Regions from separate parts of the Rattus norvegicus genome. Here regions 1 and 3 are each linked to region 2. A link is a contact called in public Hi-C data. All regions are on one chromosome and are shown on one strand. The core of a region is the stretch at or near the end of the contact, and the rest is flanking DNA. Distances in the headings are between cores, read along the strand shown.

Evidence for each region. A called contact is a pair of places that touch in the nucleus more often than the background predicts.
Region 1: a contact with region 2 is called in a Hi-C map of kidney, with 2.7 times the contacts expected there. The contact joins the promoter of Gcc1 here to the promoter of H3f3cl2 in region 2. A contact is called at or near these places in 4 of 12 Hi-C or Micro-C datasets (Schwann cells, frontal cortex, kidney and 1 more).
Region 3: a contact with region 2 is called in a Hi-C map of hepatocytes, with 2.1 times the contacts expected there. The contact joins the enhancer-like site here to the promoter of H3f3cl2 in region 2. A contact is called at or near these places in 3 of 12 Hi-C or Micro-C datasets (Schwann cells, hepatocytes and liver).

Annotation. Positions count from the first base shown.
Region 1 is chr4:58,000,120-58,003,916 of GRCr8, reverse strand. It overlaps Gcc1 (GRIP and coiled-coil domain containing 1), which reads left to right and starts at 1,732. Exons shown (of 2, transcript NM_001427123.1): 1 at 1,732-3,160. The coding sequence starts at 2,129.
Region 2 is chr4:57,813,718-57,817,319 of GRCr8, reverse strand. H3f3cl2 (H3 histone, family 3C like 2) reads right to left here and starts at 2,062. Exons shown (of 2, transcript XM_039109050.1): 1 at 1,805-2,062. The coding sequence starts at 2,062. It overlaps Zfp800 (zinc finger protein 800), which reads left to right and starts at 3,111. Exons shown (of 5, transcript NM_001109225.1): 1 at 3,111-3,233. The coding sequence starts at 3,173.
Region 3 is chr4:58,038,876-58,042,496 of GRCr8, reverse strand. No RefSeq gene overlaps it. Among named protein-coding and RNA genes, the nearest start is that of Pax4, 12 kb to the right of the region's middle. Within about 2 kb of position 1,661, at least 1 of the 93 cell types and tissues checked has an H3K27ac peak or open chromatin away from gene starts, as enhancers often do. A contact at or near this core is called in hepatocytes, where this site is marked.

The sequences.
Region 1 (3,797 bases), core at 483-2,982, 190 kb before region 2:
GCCCCGCCCCTCCGGGTCCGCCCCAGCCCCGCCCCTAGGCGCGTTTGCGGAAGAACTGAAGTCGAGCGAGGCCTGGCAGCCTGCCTGGGGCGGAGGGCTTGTTCGGGGTCGCTAGTCTCCGCATGACTTTGCTTTACTCTTAAGTCATAGACTTGCACTCGTAAGACGGCTTTGATAGGGTCCACACGAACATGTAAAAGATCCTCAAAGTAGCATATTGTCTATTGTTTTGAAACACTATGTAGCCTTGGGTGGTCTGGAACTTGCTATGTAGACCAACCTGGTCACGAACTCACAGAGATGCGGCCGGCTTGGCCTCCTGAGCAGATTTTTATTACAGAAATATTTTCTTCAAACGCGTTCTCTCTCTCTCTCTCTCTCTCTCTCTCTCTCTCTCTCTTTCAGAGTGAGCCTCCTCACAGGCTTGGTATCTTCATAATATCACAGGAGTCTTCTTTGTTTTTAGCCCCTCCCCACTTTTATGTTGTGTTCGTGTGTGGAGGTGTGTAGAGCTCAGAGAACAACTTGTAGGGGTGTGTTCTCTCCTTCCACCGTGTGGGTCCTGGTGATAGAACTTAGGTCAGGTCACTGGGCCTGGTGAAAATCGTCTTTACTGCTGAACCATCTTAAAAACCCCACAGGAGTCTTGATGGAATGGACAAAAGCAAAGAGTCTTGATGGTGCCCTCCGGAGATGAAAATCTTTTAATGTCTTGTCACCCAAGATGAAATCTAAATGCCTTTAAGTTGGGTCCTACCCTTTGTTCCAGATTCATCAATAGCCACCCACCTCCCACACCATAAGCTTCCTGGGCAAGTCAGGCTCACTGATAGATACCTCAGAGGTTCCTGTAAACGTTTCCGCTTTTCTTGATGCTGGTTTCCCACATTTGCAGTTTGGCAGTCTTTACTCATTCCTCAAACTTCAAGTCATTTCCCCTAAGAGTCTCTGTCCTTCTGACAGGTGCCTCGCCTCTTTTATACCCTTCAACTATACCCTTACATACTATACTAGTGTGAGGGCAGCATCTACTTGTTTGCATGTCCTTGCTGTTAGGAGTTTCTCGGGACCAAGGCCATGTTTCTTCAATGGTGCCATCAGGCATAGCATTTAGTATGGTGAGAGGCAGACTGAGATAGGATTCCTAAACTTACTAGCTGAGTGACATTGGGCATGTTACCCCTCTGTACATTTACTGTATGTTCCAGTAAATGTAAATTGGTGCTAATGATACCCTCTGAACAGAATTTTGCAAAGACTAAATAGCAAAAACTCTTGTGAGACAGCCCCCACCCCAGCATATGCTGGTATGCAAGATGGACCTTATAGCTATATAATGTCCCTCTTACTAAGCAGAACTAAACAAGGGAGCTATTATGTTAACTAGGTACTGGGCTCGTTTTCCTAGTATGAGTCCTAACTGTTGCCCTAAATGTTGGAAATTGCCCCAAATAGTTTGATGCGTCTTTCATCGTTTTTTTTTTTTTGGGGGGGGGGCAAATGCAGTGTGACGTCGCCCCCTGTCGCTCACTGGTGGTAGTTTGAGGGCAAAGTTAGGCATCTTCTCCAAACAACTGCTCAGGTGATCTTGACTTCGCTTTGGGTAACTATACCTACAGGTTACTCTCTCTCCAGGCCACCAGCGAATACTGGGTGCGGAAGCCCCACCCATCTCATGCCCGCCGGGGGCGGGGTCTGTGGCGTTTTGCTGTCGTCACTTCCAGTGGACCCGGAAGCGTTGTTGTCCCAGTTGTTGGGAAATCGTGATGGAACCGGTCTTAGTGTAAATCCTGGGCTGATCGTGGGCGGAGGGAGGCGGGTCTAGGTTGCGGTGGCCAGGCGAGCAGCTAGGGCGGCACAGGATCAGGGCCTGTACCGGAGAGCCCTGGCTGAGTGTTCCTGCTAGGCCAGCGTCACTCCGCATCCAGGTTGGAACTGTTTCCCACCTTCGGCCTGGCTCTCACAGTGCTTTTGCCTGGCCACCGCGGCCCCTCATCCCGCCCGGACCGCTGGACGACCGGGTGTATTGCCTGCAGCCAGACGATTCTCTCTGCTTTACTTCTAGCTGTTGTGGCTCTGTCCAGGGCTGCAAGAACGCTGACGTGGAGCATCCCACTCCGGAACCCTCATGGAGAAGTTTGGGATGAATTTCGGGGGCGGCCCAAGCAAGAAGGATCTCTTAGAGACCATAGAGACACAGAAAAAGCAGCTTCTCCAGTACCAGGCAAGGCTCAAGGATGTGGTTCGCGCCTATAAAAGCCTGCTGAAGGAGAAAGAAGCCCTGGAGGCCAGCATCAAGGTACTGTCGGTATCCCACGAGGCAGATGCAGGCCTCTCAGGTGTGCAGCCTCCGGGTCTCACGTTTCCTGATTCTGTGGATGACCGGTGCTCCACTCACAGTGAGGATAGCACCGGAACTGCCACGAGCTTGGATACCGCAGCCAGTCTTACAAGTGTCAAGGGTGAATTTGGGGTTGAAGATGACAGAGTGGCCCGTGGACCACTTCCTCCAAAGTCTGAAGAGGCCAGTGGGTCAGAGAGTGGCGTTAGCAGTAGCAGTGGGGATGGGCCATCTGCGGGTAGTGAGATAGACAAAAGAGTGCATCAGCTGAAGACTCAATTGGCCACTTTGACTAGCTCCTTGGCTACAGTCACTCAGGAAAAGTCCCGAATGGAAGCGTCTTACCTGGCGGATAAGAAGAAGATGAAGCAGGACTTAGAAGATGCCAATAAAAAGGCAGAGGAAGAGCGGGGCCGCCTGGAGGGAGACTTGAAGGGGCTGCAAGAGCAGATAGCAGAAACCAAAGCCCGACTTATTACACAGCAGCACGATCGCGCCCAGGAGCAGAGTGACCATGCCTTGATGCTGCGGGAGCTACAGAAGCTTTTGCAGGAGGAGAGGACCCAACGCCAGGACCTGGAACTTCGGCTAGAAGAGACCAGGGAAGCCTTGGCAGGGCGGGCGTATGCAGCTGATCAGCTAGAAGGGTTTGAACTGCAGACCAAGCAGCTGACCCGTGAGGTAGAGGAGCTGAAAGGTGAGCTGCAAGCCATTCGAGAGGAGAAGAACCGACCAGATCCCCGGCTGCAGGAGCTTCAGCAGGAGGCTGCCCGTCTTAAAAGCCATTTCCAGGCCCAGTTGCAGCAAGAAATGAGGAAGGTAATTATTTTTATGTCCTTCAAACAGTTATTTTAACTTCCATAGGAAATATTAGTATCATTTTTCTCTTTTGGTCATTAGATAACTGTCGTATATGTGCACGCTCCTGTGCGTGTGTGTGTGTGTGTGTGTGTGTGTGTGTGTGTTTCATGAGGCAGGGTCTTCTCATGTAACCAAGTCTGCCCTCATAGAGATCTGCCTGCTTTTCCGTACCAAGTGCTAGTATTAAAGGCACCCTCTTCTCTACTTAGAACAGGGTTTTGTTCTAGTCAAGGAATGCCTGATGCTTGTTAGTGGGTGAGTGCTGGGATTGTGGTCGGTTCCACCTTCCTGATATGCACACTGATATTTGATGTCAAGTGAGAAAGTCCACTAGTGAGTCCTAGGAAATCTTGTTTTGTGTGGTGTCCTTTTAACAGGATGAGGAGTTTCTGAGTATTTCTGGGTTCAAGCCAAACAGCTCTATCTAGGCCTCTGGGTGTTGGCATCTTACCAGTGTGGGCTGTTTGAGGCAGTATAGTGACAGCTATTTAGGGAAAGATTGTGTGTGTCCTGAGAAGTGTGTGCTTATAGGTAGGAAGGAAGCAAAGGGGGTTTTCCTGGGAGAAGCGTCTCGTGTATGCGCTCGGTTGAGGTT
Region 2 (3,602 bases), core at 813-3,312:
ACAAGTTTAAAACTAGTACCTGGTGAGCAAACACTAAAATTCTCACAAATAACACTTTCCTGGCTTATAAAATTTTATATTTATTTTTATACATGTAATACACTTATTGTATCAAATTAAGGAAAATATTCTTTGAAAAAATGTTTAACTTAAAAATTTACCATTCAGCTATCACCCAATGCTGGTAGTTTTCTCTCCTTTCAGTTTTTTCACTGCCATTTTGAGTGGCTCATATTTTTGTATCTTTTTTTTTGTGCTTCATTATTTTATACCATTTCATATAATACAGTCATTGTAAAGAACAGAGTTTTAATTTTATTTACAGGACACTGAAAGATAAATTATAGAGACTTAATTTTTTTATTAAAATCACATATGCTTCATTCAGAAAAAAGCATCTATAATTCCAATTATAGCATCTCTCACATTTCAAAAATATATTTTTGGTTTAGGCATATTCCATACAGCTAATAGTACACAAGATAATGTTGTGTATGTGGATAGGTTAAAGGTCCATGCTGTATGTATTCTTCAATTTCTCTCCAATTTACTGTTTGAGACAGGGTCTCTGGACCTCATCCATTTGGTTGTGCCAGCTCAGGCAAGCCTCGGAGATTCTTCTGTCTTGGTCTCCCTAGCACTGAAATTGCAGGTGCACTGCCACATCCAACTTTTTTGTAACATACGTTCTGGGTTCAAACTCAGGTCTTCTTGATCTGACTTTTCTGACAATGCCATCTCCCCAACTCCCAAATAAGATTTCTAGTGCTTGCATAATACCACCACATAGAAGTAGCAATTTATAGCATATTGACCTATAATCTGCATTTGCTTCATGTGGGTAGTGATTCTTAACAATGGGACAGAGAACAAGCTCGTTTATTCTATTCTGCTCCAACTATCCCAGACCTATGCAAGTATTCCACTTAACAGTCCTGCAGTAACAACTCAAATCCGTTTACTTTCTTAGAATTCTGAAAATTGATTTGGGTGATTTTCTCTTCACAAACAGAGCTGAGTGTGGTGGCCAGCCTGTAGCCCCAGCTTTGAGAAGGGAAGTGCACAGAGGCAGGAGAATCCTGATTTCAAGGTCAAACTGGGCTACTCAGCTAGTTACGGGCAAGTCTGAGCTACAGAGCAAGATCATCTCAAAAACCAAAATACCAAACATAGCGCCTACCTTCCTAAACTTTTTTTTTCCCAGAAGCTCCAAAACTGGAAGCTTAAGTTAGATAATTGTGGTTTTCATTAATCTCAAGATAAAAAGGTCAAATGGGCTTTCTTAAAATACCCTACCAATAGCTGACACCTATTTGAACGAAGTTAGAGAGGGCAAGAATTCCTTCTCAGAGTTGGGAAGAAGGTGGAGGCAGCAGCTACTGGATATGAGAAGCAGCTCAAGGTTTGCAGATTTGACAGATGATGGTCATCTTCGATCTTCAGGGATTTTCCAAGCTGGATGCTCGTGCCAAAGAGGGAAAGTGCATGCTAGCCATGTGACCCGACTTTACTTCCAGGTTTGCACCACCAGAACATTGCAACCGCTCGCCAATCGTTTTTCCCCCAGAGCCTGATGAAGACTCTCTTTTTCCAAGTTCCGGGAGGTGCAGTTAGATAACCGCTGGAAAGTCAGCACCGGACAGCTTTCCCCGATCCAGTCGTCTTCGGGCTCACGCTACTTTCCTCCTTCGCCTCCCCAACCCTCCCTGGTTCGGGTCCGCCGAAGCGCAGCAGCACGAGCAACAGTTTGGTGCCTGAGCGAGCGGCGCGTGCCCGGGACAGGAGGCGCCCGCGGTTCTCACACCTCCGGGCGCACGCAGCCTCCGGCAGGCGCTCCGCAGTCGCGGGCGGGAGGGCGCACGGGCGCGCGCCAGCCAGGCCCGCCAGCTTCCCCCGCCGTCCTCAGCGCCGCCAGCCCCGCAGTCTCCCCCCGAGGCCGGCCCCGCGCGTCGCCTCCCCACCGGGGCTGCCCGCCCAGCGCATGCGCGCCGCGCTGCCGGGCGTGCCGGCCACACTCCCCCCACCCACTCCGTGAGCTTGTCACTTCCTGCCCTCGCCCCATCTCCGTCCGGGGTCAGTCAGTCGCTCCCTGTCGCAGCCGGAGACTTCTCTGCTTCCCCCTTCCTACCCTCTCCACGGCGGTCGCTCGGGCTGTCCCGGGAAGGGGCGGCCAAGAGAGAACGGGACTGACTTCCATAAAGTTTCCCGAAGCATCTGCTACCCGAAAGGCCCCAGGTGGGGGACCCGCGCAGCTCCCCGCCCCTCTCCAAAGCCCGGGGGACCGTTGCAGGTGGAGCGGCGCTGAGGGGAGCCGGGTTCGGCGCGGCCGTTGCCCTGGCGAGGGGCGCCTCAGTCCTGCTCGCTCCGGTTCCAGCTCCTTCGGCTGCTGCGCCCGGCGGTTCCTCCTGTCAACTGCCTGCGCCCGCGCGCCGCCAGCTCGCCGGCCTGGAGCGCGGAGGGCTGCCGTGAGCCGCCGCCGCCGCCGCCGCGGCCCGAGGACGTGGTGAGCTGTGGCGCTTCCGCGTCGGCGCCGCAGGGGACTCTTTGGGAGCGCGCCGGGCCGCAGCCCGCTCGGCTTCACGCGGTGCGCCGGGGCTGCGCCAGGTGGGGCCCTCCGCCGCGTCGTGCGCCCGGCTGGTGTCGCGGCCGGCCGGCCGGCCGCTCCGGGAGTTGAGTAAGTTGGGCGCACTTGGCGGCGCGGACCCGACCTGCTCCAGGGAGACCCCGGACGCACGTGCGTGGCGGGAGGGCGCGAGCCGCTCCTTGGCCGCGCAGGGGCCCTCGTCGCACCCCGGGTCCCGCGCCAGGCTCTCCGCGCGCCTGCCCGCCCGCCCAGCACGGCGAGGCCGCAGCCGCCTGCGCAGCCCGCCAGGCCTTCGCCGTGCGCTGCGCTGCGCTGCGCGCCGGACGCTGCGTTTCCGGGTAGGGCGGTGAACCTGTGCGGGGACGTGGGGCTGGAGGCCGGGCGAGCGTTGGTTTCTTTTCCGAGCGGAAGGTGCGGGCCCGGGGTGAGAGGGCAGAGAGCGCATGGTGGGATGGTCTGTGGCGATTTCAGTCACAACCTCTCCAGAAGTTCAGGGACAGTGATGGGTTTGTGCTTCTGTCCACAGCCAAGCCGCAATGAAGAGCTTTTCACAGTGAAAGGAAAATAGGTCGCACCCATTAATTAAAAATGCCTTTGAGGGACAAATACTGTCAAACCGACCACCACCATCACGGATGCTGCGAACCAGGTAAGTCCGTTTTTTTGTTTTTTGTTTTTTTGTTTTTGCCCAGTGTCTTTGCTCTCCTCTACCAGAGCTACTGTGTCTTCTGTGTTGTGTCTGAGAAGTCTTTCCTAAGTAACTCGGTTTCCCCAGCGTAAAACTACTCACATAATGCCAAAAGCCTGTACAAACTAGAGATCGCCCTTGCTTGATCCCCTAGAGAAAGTGCCACAAGTGTCACCGTCAATCATTTCCACAAGATCGGTCAGCTCCTTTCCCTTCTTTTTCAAGGCAGCTTTGTTAGTGGTTTACTCCATGCTCTGAATGTTTAAAATGGAAGAAAGAGGCAAAGATAGGTGCTGGGACACTACCATTCATCTTGGTGACAATAGCTTA
Region 3 (3,621 bases), core at 412-2,911, 230 kb before region 2:
GGAGTCTTTGGGGAAAACAGATGTCTCAGAGCTCTGTTTGCTGTTATGTCTCTCATGCAACTCCTTTGTCACCTCCATTTGGGTGTCATCTGCCTTTCTTGACATTACTGTTGCTGTCAGGGGTGGGGATGGGGGACGGGGTGCAAAGGAAGGGAATGAGGCTGCAGATGCTACCCTCTCAGAGTCACCACAAACGTAGGAAGACTGCAGGGGGCGCCCAGGAGCTGACCCAATGCAGCGCCTGTAGCTGCCGGGCTCCCAGACAACTAACTGAGCCAGAAGGCTGAGGGCAGGCAGCTTTGTCTCCAAATACTGTTCAGCCACAACATTTCCAACTACACGCTCAATTGTGAGAAATTAAAGCACACATATAAAACCAAGAGAAAGAACGCAAAGGGCTGGGATGGTGGAAAGAAAGCGGTTTGTTAACAGGAAGAAAGGGTGGTCAGGAGAAGTCTAAATGCTAGGGAGAAGAAAGGAAACAAAACCCAGAGATTAGAAAGCAGCTTCCATCCAACTCTAGGTCTTAGGTGTCTTGCAGGGGGTGAAGAAGAGAAATGTGGAGTGATGTCAAATTTAGCCGGAGCTTAAAACGTTGACTTCCACTGAGGAGAGTGGAGAGCAAAGATCTGATTTGATGTAGGATGAAGAACATGTGAGGACGGCTGAAGAGGAGGCGAGCTGAGGATTAGGGTTCAGGGATGCCATCTGGGCTGATAATGAAACCCATGGCAATGGGTCATTCAAATCTGATTATTGTGCTTAATGGTGCCAAGCCAAAGATAGTAATAAGACTTTATTTATAATTACCCGTCTTTACATAGCTCGATCTCTAGGTAGGGCAGAGCCTCTGTCAGGCTTAGCAGGTGTTGTTTTGGGGATCTTTGTGGACACAGCGAAGATGAGGAGCCCTGGATGTCTGGAACAGAGGTAGGATCCTTATCAGGAGGGAGGGAGTTTTCTGTCTCGTCTCCACTAGGTCTGGCTAGGCAGTGGAAGGCTATCCATGCTACAGTGCTCCAGACAGCAGACTATTAACTTATTTTCAGGGATGACTAAAGAGAATTAACAGCATCCACTCTCACTGTAACCTAAGCCAAAAGTCCGCAGTCTTTAGAGAACATGCAGACAAAAACCGTTGGATCATCAATAAATTTTGTTCCTCATCTCCCTCCTTTTCATAAACGCAAGTGTGGGGCTGGGGAGACAGTTAACCCTCACCATGAAAGCTTGAAAGTCTGAGTGTAGATCCTCTGAGCCCACATAAACCTGAAGGGCAGGGTGTACCTGCAACCCCAGCACTCCTGCAGCACAGTGGGAGGCAAAGGCAGGAAAATGGCTGCAAAGCTCTCAGGCCAGTTAACCTACATGCACAGTGCAAACCGAGACCCCGAGGAAGGCTGGGACTGATACCCAAACTTGTCCTCTGACCTCCACGCTCATGTTGTGGCATGTCTGTGTTTGCACTTATACCACATACCTGTCACACACACACACACACACACACACACACACACACACACACACACACACACAGGGGTGGGCATGCCTTAAAATGCAACTTTTTGTCATTTCAAAAGCAGAAAGTTACCCAACTATCCACTAAGCAAGGTAACTCTAGGTCAGCAAAGGGATTTCATAAGATAGGGGAGTAAATCCAGAGGTCACAAGGCTCATCTGCAGAAGCAGAGAGCTAGAAATTACGGGACTACAGAGTTAGGATGAGGGGGGAGGGGGTTGGCCTGGGAATCTCTAAGAGAGATTGTAACTACTAAACTCAGCCAATACACAATATTAAACTATGATGTATAATGAAAATAATATATAAAAATAATAGCAAGCACCCAGAACGTTCTTACACGTGTTAGCCTATGTAACACCACAGTCTTTTTTTTTTTTTTTTATTAACTTGAGTATTTCTTATTTACATTTCGAGTGTTATTCCCTTTCCCGGTTTCCGGGCAAACATCCCCCTAACCCCTCCCCCTCCCCTTCTTTATGGGTGTTCCCCTCCCCATCCTCCCCCCATTGCCACCCTCCCCCCAACAATCTAGTTCACTGGGGGTTCAATCTTAGCAGGACCCAGGGCTTCCCCTTCCACTGGTGCTCTTACTAGGATATTCGTTGCTACCTATGAGGTCAGAGTCCAGGGTCAGTCCATGTATAGTCTTTAGGTAGTGGCTTAGTCCCTGGAAGCTCTGGTTGCTTGGCATTGTTGTTCATAAGGGGTCTCGAGCACCTTTGAGCTCTTCCAGTTCTTTCTCTGATTCCTTCAATGGGGTCCTATTCTCAGTTCAGTAGTTTGCTGCTGGCATTCGCCTCTGTATTTGCTGTATTCTGGCTGGTAACACCACAGTCTTAACGAGGCAGCCATAATGTCCTTTTTAAAATGTTATTTTGAAAGAGGGTCTCACTGTGTGATCTGGACCTCATGTCATAGACCATGCAGGCCTTGAGCTCACAGAGATCCTCCTGTCTCTGCCTCCTAAGTGCTGGGATTAAAGGTTGTGCACCACTATGTTCAGCTTGATAGAAAGTTGTTGAGAGAATCCTGAAGGGAAAAAATACAAGGTAGAAGTCAAGAATTTTTTTTTTATTCACTGCTCTTTCCCATCCTGGCATGGACTTTAGAATTATCTGCTGAAGTAGCCATTAGAGGATCCATGACCATGGGGGTGACACAGCAGGTCTGAGCTAAACACTGAGATTTGCTGGATCAGGAAGTGAGCACGGTCCAAGGAACAGATACGGGATGCGGACTTCGTGTGTATCACCTAGAGTTGCATCTGCTTGATAAGCCCTGCCCTTCCTCAAGCCTGGCTCTCCTGTACGAATGAAGTCAGCACTCCCCTAATGCTGAGAGAAAATATTGGAGGGAAGGGAAAATGAGACATGCATGTGAACAAATACATTGAAATCTTCACCATTATGTGAGCACGTTGAATCCATCGGCGATAAGAGGCCTGTCCACCATGGCCACGTGGGACGTGATCCAACTAGGCAACACTGGTTAAATATTTAAAAGTCCATTAATGCAATCAGCAAGCTAGTGAAGAAATCATATCATTATATCAGTCGAAATAGGAAAAGCATTTAATAAAATCCAATACCCATCCATGAAAAAAGACAACAACAACAAAACAACCACCAACCTCAGAAAACTAAAGAGGTGAATTTCCTCAGTGGTTCAAAATCTCCAATATGTCTACAGGCTGATCAGCTGTAATAAATATACCATTCTAGTGGGAGATATTGATAATGGAGAAGGAGGTGTATATGGAGGTGCAAATGTGAAAAGAATCCCTGGGCCCTCATCTCAACTCTGCTAAGAACCTGAAGCTGCTTCAAAACGTAAAATGTGCCCCCCTATGCATGCACATATGTGCTCACACACGTATACACGTGCATGCTAGTGATAAATTTAAGATGTAAAAGAGAAAGGCTCTGATTAGAGTGTAGTGAGAAGGAGACTGGCTCTCCTGGCTCATCTGATAGGGTAAAGGCTTGCACAGGAATATACAGCAGAGCAGGGAGAGGGTTCAGAAGATTGAGAAGCAAAGCAGCCCTACTGCTTGGATACTTCATACAGGAAAGAAATCCCAAGGCCGAGGACCGGCCACT